Linked DNA regions of Mus musculus: region 2 is linked to region 1. A link is a contact called in public HiChIP or PLAC-seq data. All regions are on one chromosome and are shown on one strand. Each heading gives the region's core, a stretch centred on a gene start, on an enhancer-like site or on the middle of the called end of the contact. The rest is flanking DNA. Distances are from core to core; before and after follow the strand shown.

What was found. HiChIP or PLAC-seq counts read pairs in DNA pulled down with a chosen protein or histone mark.
Region 2: an HNF4G HiChIP or PLAC-seq map of pancreatic cancer cells shows a contact between it and region 1. The contact joins the enhancer-like site here to the promoter of Ncs1 in region 1. A contact is called at or near these places in 2 of 39 promoter capture datasets (both in liver), 3 of 115 datasets of contacts at active chromatin or transcription factors (embryonic stem cells, pancreatic cancer cells and regulatory T cells) and 2 of 9 other capture datasets (embryonic stem cells and liver).

What each region holds. Positions count from the first base shown.
Region 1 is chr2:31,242,674-31,247,573 of GRCm38.p6, forward strand. It overlaps Ncs1 (neuronal calcium sensor 1), which reads left to right and starts at 3,250. Exons shown (of 8, transcript NM_019681.3): 1 at 3,250-3,569. The coding sequence starts at 3,506.
Region 2 is chr2:31,041,602-31,046,327 of GRCm38.p6, forward strand. Fnbp1 (formin binding protein 1) reads right to left here. Exons shown (of 17, transcript NM_001177648.1): 11 at 3,281-3,295. Among named protein-coding and RNA genes, the nearest start is that of Gm39786, 47 kb to the left of the region's middle. Within about 2 kb of position 1,495, at least 49 of the 459 cell types and tissues checked have an H3K27ac peak or open chromatin away from gene starts, as enhancers often do. A contact at or near this core is called in pancreatic cancer cells, where this site is marked.

The DNA of each region.
Region 1 (4,900 bases), core at 2,000-4,499:
CTCCCTGATGTGACTCTCACCCCAGTCTCCTACTTCTACCTTGCCATCTGCTGTGGCTCACACTGGTGGCTTTTTAAACATTCAGATTTCTTTAGGTGTATTTATTTTGTTATTTTATGTGAATGTATGTCTTGCGTGTATTTATGTACCCCATGTGCGCACCTGGTGCCCTTGGAGGTTAGGAGAAGACATCGGATCCTCTAGGACTGGAGTTACGAATGGTTGTGAGCCAGCATTGGTGTCTTTAAAAAAAATGAGTATGTGTGTGTACAGGTGTGTGGGCAGGCACATGCATGTGTATGTGAAATCAGAGGCTGGCTTCAGGTGTCATTTCTCAGGAGCCACTCACATTGTTCTTTTGAGACAGGGACTGCCACTGGGACATGGGCTCCAACTAGGCTAAGCCTGTCTCTGCCTTCCCCAGCCCTGGAATGAGACGTGTCCACCACCATGCCTGGCTTCCAGCCCCCAACATGTATGTGTGGGGTGTGTATACGCATGCCTAGCCAGCTAGCCATCTTGCCAAGGGCTAGAAGTACAGGCAGGCTGCCATGCCCACCTCACACTCACAGGGGTGCAGGAATCTGAATTCCTGCCTGCACACACGTGTGAGGTAGCTGTTTTCCTCACTGAATCGCTCCCCAGCTCCCATCGGTTTGATCTCAGCTCACCGCCCCCCTGACCCCGCCCCCCCCCCAAGCTTCAGCCCTTCACTTCAGCTGGGCAGATGCTCGAATCACTGGTGTGTACCACAATGCCTGGCAAATTTGGTGGCTTTTATGCGAAGGGGCAGAGGGAGTGCTCTCTCTCCCTTTGTCCCTGTCTTTTTGCCCAAGGCTCTACCAAGTGGAGTCTTTGGACCTTGAACCTCCACAGCCATGAGCCAGAATAGACCCCATTGGATTATAATTCCCCCAGTCACCCTCTTGCCTTTCCTCACCCACCCTCTGAGACTGCTTTTGTCGCAGCTGTGCTCCCTGGCTCTACACAGAGCCTCACTTGGTCCTCAATGCCCTTCTCCCTGCTTCAGGTCATTGATCAGATTCCCTCCCAGGGGCCTCACAGATCCTGGCCTGTACCTGGCATCCCTTGCCTAACCTTGCTTGAGCCATTTCTCCTTGGTTACGTAACATAGTGTCTGTTTCGTGAATTGTTCATGATTTCTATTGTTCCCTGGTCGCTAAATTGTGAGTTCTATTGAGGCAAGGATTTTTTTCAACATCCCCAGGGGCCTGGCATCAGTGGGTGCCTAGCAAATACTAACCCGGTATCAGTGGTGTCCGTGACTGTGAGGAACCAGGCACTTCCCTGACTCCTGTATCCCCCAGAGTCCTGGTTCTTGTCATGGTGTTGGTGACCAGTGGTTGTTGTTGGGCAGGCTTGAGACACGACCATTTCTCATGTTGCTCACTGCAGTGTCTTCAGTCTTCAGTCTAGCACCCAACACATGGAACAACCCCTGGGTTCCTGTAGAGCATAGAACTGTCCTTGAACTCATTATATGGCAGCCATGGTTGCCACTGAGTTCCTGATCCTCCTACCTCCATCTCCCAAGAGATGACAGGCCTGGCTCACAGCTCTCTAAGGCTTCAACTGTTAACCCATGGTCCAAGGTTTCTGTCTGAGCAGGATGTTCAGGTGAGGCTGGCCAGCTCTGAACCTCTTTCTGTGGCTTTTCCTTCGTGTACATTTTGAATCGATCCTCAAAGCTGGGACACCCTGCTCCAACCTCTAGCGAGAATTCCTTTAGCTGTGGCACAGCGCCAGCTTCCAGGATCCATGTCTGCTCACTTCCTGTATCGAACGGGCTCTTCACACCAACAAGCTGGGACCTGGGTCTGGCCTGGGCTCATGTAAGGGAAGGAACCGAGACCATCTGAAGGCTGGAGACATGCAAGAGGTGGGGTTGAAAGGTACCATCGCCCCAGGCAGGGTTTTACACCCTCTGAGAGGGAAAAAAAGAAATTCTGTCCGTGATTGCATCCCTGCTGGCTCAGGAGGGAATGGCTTCATCTTGCCATGGTCTTTCCAGGGCTCTGGTTCCTGGCATGGGTCATTCCTCCCCTACCCGATCTATTTTCATGCCTTTCCCTGAGAACTCTTCCTCCTAATGTTGTCTAAGCCAGTTGTGAACCAGGGATCCTACTGCCTCCCCACCCACTTCCCTGTTTAGCTGGGCTGGCTCCCTGGCCTCTGCTACTAAGACTGGCTCACAGAAGTTGCCACTGGCCCTCAGGGCCTTCTGAGAGCAAGACATATTTCTGCTCCCCTCCCCCTGAGGCTCATTCTTTGGAAGAAGCAAGCGCCAATGGACTAAGAGGTCCAAGTTTTCCTGAGCTGTTAAGGAGACAGAGTTGGGCAGAAAGTCAGGAGAGGTCTCAATTACGATGACATTTTGGGAGGAGGGGAGAGCAGGCCATCCTTTTCCTGGAGTCCTTCCCCAGCTGCAGGCTTCCAGGCATGGAGCCCCACCAACAGGCTCTGCTCCCTCTGGCCACTTCAAGCAAGCCCCACAACAGAGAAGGTTTGAACTGCAAGTACTCCTGGGCACCGGGGACAGAGGCCAGGTCTTTGGGGAAAGCGGCTTGCCAGGCTGGTCTCCAGAAGCTCTGGCCCTTCTGCCTGGCCTCAGATCATTCCCAGCCTTGCCTGGAGCCCCGGGTGTAGAGGCTGCTCTCCCTCCCAGGCCAGACCCCTTCCAGGTTGATACCCCATTCCTCTCTCAATCTGAAGTCACTTCCCTCAAGGCCAGGCAAAAGTGTTCCCACCGAAACCCATGCCAGCCAGCACATCAGGATGCTCCTGGAGAGGTCTGGGATCGCGTCTGTCCTCTTGGCCGCCAGGTCCCCAGCGCCCAACACATCTAAGTGGAATGAATGAATTGCGCCGGGCAGGGATTTGGCCTCGTTCACGTCCGATTTTCCGGGCCCTCCCTGCCCACGCCGCTGCGGAGAGGGGGGAATGGATCGGCGGAGGGGGCGGTGCGGCGACCTCCCAGCGTCCCCGGAGAGCCAACAGGAGAGGGGGTGCCTCAACGCGGAGCTCGCGCCTGTCGGAGCTGGGCGGGAGGTGGCGCCGGGCGATGAGTGGCGGCTCCGAGTCCACCCCTGGCGCGCCGGTGCGGGCGGGAGGCGGGGAGCGTAGGGGCGGCGGCGGCGCAGCAGTAGCGAGCATGTGCTACGCAGCCCAGTAACCAGGGACGACCGCGGCAACCGAGCCCCGGCGGCTGCGGCTCTCAGCCCCGCGCAACTCCTCGCCGTGGCCGCTTGCACCGCCAAGGCCTGGCCCTCGCCGGGTCCCCGAGGCCCCTTGAACCGTCAGCCGCGGTCGCGCAGCACGCCGGAGCCCCGCGCACGGGACGCGCGGGCACGGCCAGACAAAGGCGCGGCCCCGGCCCGGCCCAGCCCGGCCTGCCGGCCTCCGCGCACCCCGGCCCGACCCAACCGCTCCCGCTGGGCGCCCCGAGCGGGTCCGGCCCGGGGAGCGGGGGCCGCGGCCGCCGAGCATGGGGAAATCCAACAGCAAGTTGAAGCCTGAAGTTGTGGAGGAGCTGACCAGAAAAACCTACTGTGAGTGAGCCCCGATCCCAGATCCCCGATTCCCCATCGAGCCGCGACCTTCCCTCCGCCCTTCCCGGCCGCGCCCCTGCCCCGCACCTGGCCCATTGTTCTATCCGCGCCCCCGCCCCCGGCCATGGCTGGGTGTCGCCTGTCAGCGTGCTCCAGGGACCACTCTGGGTCCTCAGGGCATCCGCAGCCCACCCGCTGCTCCCCTCCTGTCCGAAGGACCCGGGCTGTGCCGGGGCGGGGGGCAGTGGTCCCAGGAGGGGGCGCCCGGGCGTTGTGTGGCTCTCCTGCTTGGAGCAGGGTGGGTGGGTGATTCATGCTTAATGATGCTGCTGCGGCTCCTGCCTCTTGCGAGGTTGGCCTGTCGCCCCCTCCCTGGCAAGTGTGACTGTGTTGGGAGGAAGAGGGCTGGCGAGACTGGTAGAACGCTCAGGTAGTGACGGTAGAGGGCCAAGGGTCCTGGGCGCCCTCTTAGATGTCGCACGGTTGGGCTGTATTCTCCATCCCCCCTTCCCTTCTCCTGTCTCTACCGCACCAGGAAATGGGTTTACATGGCCCGAGCTGACGAGCGAAGGAAGGTCTGTCCCACTCCACGGTCCACTAGATCAGTCCCAGGCGTGGCTCTCCACTTGCCCAACTTCACAGATCTGCCTCTGCATCTTTAGTGCCTCCACACCAGGTGTCCCCCCTCCTCGCAGCCTCTCCAGGGGTGGCCCTGGAAGTGGGTCCTGGGAAGCTTTGGCTGAGCGCTCTGCATCACCCGGAAAGACAGGCAGTTAACTGACAGCTCGGTGTAGATGGAGGCTCTGGTGCAGTGCATGGTCTCTGCTCTCACCCCCACCCCCACCCCCGGTATCGGTCTTCTGAGCACGTTTGCAGGTCTTGGTCAACCTAGTGCCTTAGCCCCATGCTCCTCACTCTCCCAGACTTAGAACAAAGGGGGCTTTACTGCCTGGGCTCTCCTGGCCCCTGTCCTGAGGAGTTGGACACCTTGGAGGTCACATCCAGGAGAACTATCCTTCCCAGCCCAGGCTGCCTACTCTCTCTTTCCAGATTGGGTGGGTAGCTTTTTCTAGCTTGTTGCTGTTTGTGAGGTTAACTGGACCCTCGAAGGTGTGGCTCACAGCCATTAGCAGGTAGGCTATTGGTGGGACACCCTCCCTCCCTGAACGGGCCAGGACCCCAGGGTGTGGGGAGGGTAGAGGGCTCCATGGACTTCTCCAGGAACCATGGCATGTGGTGTACCATGCTGTCTCCATGATGGTGAGGCTGGGGGCCACCAATGAGCCCTGTGAAGTCAGGGTCCTGCTTACTGAGTGTGTCATGCACCATCG
Region 2 (4,726 bases), core at 245-2,744, 200 kb before region 1:
CTTACTGTACTTTCAGTAGGCGCTCTCGGGGAGCTGGTCTTCCTCCAAGGACTGCCTCCTTGGCTTCAAGGCAGTACAAGAGCTCTTCCTTAAGTGAGGCCATTTTCATAAAGAATGAAATGTATTCAATGGACCCAGAGAAAGCCAGGAAATTTATAAAAAGAGATTTTACTTGAAAACCTCAATTCTTTTCAAACAAGAGCGAGACTGACTTGGTGGCCCAGGGAACGTGATTCTGGAATCCAGCTGGATTTGCCAAGCAGCTTACATGGGGGCTTGTGACAGAGGCTTCTAGGCTGATTAGGAGAAGCTGCTGCCGGGGGAGCACAGGAGTCAGCAAATGGCTCGCCCCTTAGGCCAGGTGGAGGTCAGCACTCCATCCTGAGACCCCCTGGGTGTGTGGTGGGTGTGGGAGCGGGAGAGGATGGGCAGTATTCCTGTCACCAGGCCAAGCATGGTCCTACAGGCCAGCGGCTCCCCTCTCCCACGCACACTAGTGAAACATCACTGTCTAGCTTTCTACTCATTCTATTTAAGCACTGAGCTTGGAGGAAAATCCATCTTTACAATATGTATTCATTCTACAATCTGTGGGAGTCAGCTCCATCTTTCAACCATGTGGGTCTCTGGAATTCATCGGGTTAGCACCAAACAGCCCATTCCAGTGAGCCAGCTTGGCGACCCTGATCATTGTTTCCTAGATTGGTGTATGTGTGTGTGTGTAGTTTGAGACAGGGTATCTTGGTTGTTTCCCATTGCATACTCTACCCACACAGTGCTAGGCTTATATACACGTCTGCCTGCTGCTGGGCTTATAAATACTTTCGCCTCTGGACTCATTTTCCCAGCCCTGAGGTTTTGTTTGTTTTGCTTTTAAATCTCAGACGGAACAAAATTCAATGCAAGTCATGGAGTTGTGTCAGCAAGGTGATCTGGGCAGTGGCCAGAGAGCCTTCTAGAACTTTCTGTGATGCTGGGGACATTGTGTGGCTGCACTGTACAGCTACTACAGCTGACTGCCCCACTTGAATGTGGCTGGTTCAGTGGTGACCCGACTCTTAGGACATGTATGAGGCTTGGACGGCATCTGAATGGCTTTGGAGACGCCTGTAAGGAACACTGCAGGCTGGTGGCTTGTGACTGGCCCTAGAAGAGGAAGGACTAGTTACTCATGACAACAAAATCATCATCTTCAATTGATAAAAGGTCCATCGAAGAGCCAGGTCCCTCTCAATAGCTACCCTGGCTATGTCAACAGTGTTATTACTTGAAAACAAGTCACTGGGAAAACCTCACACCTTGGTTGCTATGGAGATTCAGGTCAGCAGCTTCTCATAGAAACTTAGGATCTATAGAAAGGGTGTCTCACCCAATTGGGCTTTTGAAGTTTAGATTTTCTCAAACAAAGCTGTGGCAGGTGACTCACTCTGCGGAGAAGGGGCTCTTGTTTCTAGCGCTGAGTCATGGGGGATGTCTCTGACACAGCCAGAGTGACCCAGTTTGTAGAATGGTGGAACCTGCCCTGGAGGGTGTGGCCAGACACACCCAGGTTAGAGGGGTCTGTATTCGGCCTTGCCCCATCTTCTGATGGGACCCACACTGCTCCCGGGCACAAGCCCGGATAAAACAGATGTTTGCTTGTACAGCCAATTCATTTTCTACCTCATAGTTCACGTCTGTGTGCATGTTTGTGGTACATGCTGATGCGTGCATACCCAAGGGGTTGCTCCAGCTGGACGTCAGGCATCTTTCTCCCTCTGTATCTTACAGCCTTGGATCTGGCTTTTCAGTTGAGGCTGGGTGCCCCAGTGCCTTCCTCACACTCACCTATCTCCACCCCTCAGTGCCAGGGCTGAAGATATATGCAGCCATACTTGGCTTTCTTGATGGTATTGGAATTTAAACATGCCTTCAAGCTTGTCAGGACAAGCAGCCCTACCCACTGTGCCATCTCTAAATGCCATGGAAGCAACAGCCCACTCCCAAGCTGGTGAAAGGATTTGTTTCCCAAAAGGAAAGACTGCTTAAAGTTATTCAGCATCCAGACCTCTTCCATCTGAGAGACCCCTCTTGACTGCAGACTCTTCCCGGGGTTTCATTTTTGAGAAATATTATTTAATAAAAAAATTAATTATATATGTCTTTGAGATTGACTGGACTGTGGATAAAATAGAGTCAGTTGAGAAATGATGTATGTACACGTATGCATGTGCACAGCTACAGGAAATTCATGGGCACATGGCACATGTCATGCCAGGCCATCAAGAGTAGGACACCCAGCAAGAGTGATACCCCAGGTATTACTCTGTGGTTAGCTAACATGGTCCATTACTGTGAGAATGGAGGAATTGCTCTGCCTTGGCATTCAGGAAGATTCCATGACTTTAATCTTTGTGTGTGTGTGTGTGTGTGTGTGTGTGTGTGGCTGGGGATGGAATCTGGGACTTTGCCTGTGTTAGGCAGACTCTACTACTGAACCATGAACCATGTCCGCAGTCCTCATTCATTCTCAAAGCATAGTGGGTTATGTTGGTTAAGATTTTCTTTTAATAAATCAGTTACTCAGGCTGTTTGCTTGAATTACACCATGAAGGAGAAGCAAGACAGACAGATGCTAGGTAGATAGCTCAGGCAAGGATGGACCAGGAGTTCTCTTTGTCCATCAAAGCATCTATGGCCCCTGGAATCAGCTTTACCCAATGCTCCCACCAAAGATCATAGCTTCCCACTGGTCTTCCCTACCAGAAACCTGAGCAGTCATGACAGGCATGACACATGCATGACTGTCTCCTTCAGGGTCTCTCTACATAGCTCTGGCTGGCCTGGAACTCACTCTGCAGACCAGGCTGGCCTCAAACTCACAGAGATCCTCCTGCCTCTGCCTCCCCAGTGTCTCCTTTAGGCTCTCAGTTTTGTTTTGTTTTTTGTTTTTACCTATCTACTCCTGTGGCTCCCAGGAAGGGACTACCTACCCAGAATGATCCAGTAGGAAGACCCCCCCCCCTGCTCCTCAATTTCTGACAATTACATTCAAATGAATATAGATAATTGATCAATGCTTGGCAACTCTAAGGTCCCCAAAGTAAAATAAAATAAAATCATGTTAAGCATTAATTTTCTTAGTAAGTAAGACAGTCACGCAACCAAACACCAACAAAAGCACCCACAGGAGAATGAAGGGGAACAGTTAATGTCGGGGGCAGGCTGCCCGGGGCAGAGCACACACAGCACACACCAGAACCCAATTAGACCAGGGACATGCACGGGATGTGGTGCTTACCAGCTTGAGAGAAAGCTTCGTGGGAAATTGAAGAGGTAACAAACGGGAAAGAGAGAGAGAGAGAGAGAGAAACACAGGTCAGAAGAGGAGGCACTGGCCGGTCTCACTGGACGCATAACAGCAGTTCCCTGCTGACTTGTGAAATGGCCAGGCAGATCTGTGCAAAAGTTCACAGGAGGGGCTGCTCGGGAGAGAAACTCTTCTTAGCATCTTGGGTGCCAGAGCTGAGACAAGGTGTGAGAGGGTCGTCATGGCCCTGCAGAGTCAGTCACCTTCCACTGGATGCTTCTGAAAGTCAGCTTCCTGGGGAGGGTGACTTGGGGAAGTGCTGGGAACAGACCCTAGGACTTTAAACCTGCTAGGCATATCGGTGACAAATAATGACCCTAAGAGGGAAAAAAATTGCATAGCACTTCTCTCCCAGAACATCTTTATGCAGAGTCTTTTTAAAATTTTACTTTTGAGACAGGGTTACCCAATGTACATCCCTGGCTGGGATGGCCTCAGTTTTCAGGGAACCTTCCCTTCTGTCTCCTGAATGCTGGGGTCATAGGCAGCTTCTCCCCATAGCCCCCCACTCCCCACGATTCTTCTCTTCTGTCCCCCACCCCCAGCGCTGGGGTCATTGGCAGCCAGCCCTCCTTCTGGTGTTTAGTTTTTATTTTTTTAACATTGGCTTTTTAAATGAAAAATACTTATTTTTACTTATGTGTGTAAATATGTGTGCGCACACTCTAGGGCATGTACAAGCTCGCCTAAAAGAGGGCAACAGAACCCTTGGAGCCGGAGTCATGGGGTGTGAGCAGACATGTAGGAGCTGGAGTAGAATTCTGGTTCTCTGTAAGAACGGCAAGGGCGGGGTTGGGGATTTAGCTCAGTGGTAAAGTGCTTGCCTAGCAAGCCCAAGGCCCTGGGTTCGGTCCTCAGCTCCGGAAAAAAGAAAAAAAAGAAAAAGAAAAAAAAAAAAAAAAAAAAAAGAACGGCAAGGGCTCTGAACTGCTGTGCCATCTCTCCAGCACGTCCCACCTTACACTGATGGTGTGTGTGCGGGGTGTGTGTGCACGTGCTCCTGAGCGCATGTGTGTAGGCGTGTGCACACATACCACAGCGTGCATGTGGAGGTCAGAAGCTGGAAGGCCTCTTGACAGCAGGTTGGAGATGCAGGACAATGTGATTTCCCACCTGTCACCAGCACCCCTCCTGGGCCGTGAGGCTTGGTCTTTCAAGGCTTGGTCTTTTTCAAAATGAATTGATCTCCTTTGAGGGAGCTTGGGTCTTGCTGTGTAGCTCAGTCTGGCCTTGATCTCTTGATCCTTCAGCTCCTGAGGAGTGGGATGCCAAGCTACCTGAGGCTACTGGACGCCATGACTGTCCACAGAGGCTACACAGCATTGGTGCGGGACCAGGAGCTGCAGCTTGTAGAAGCTGACTTTAGGGTATGGGTAA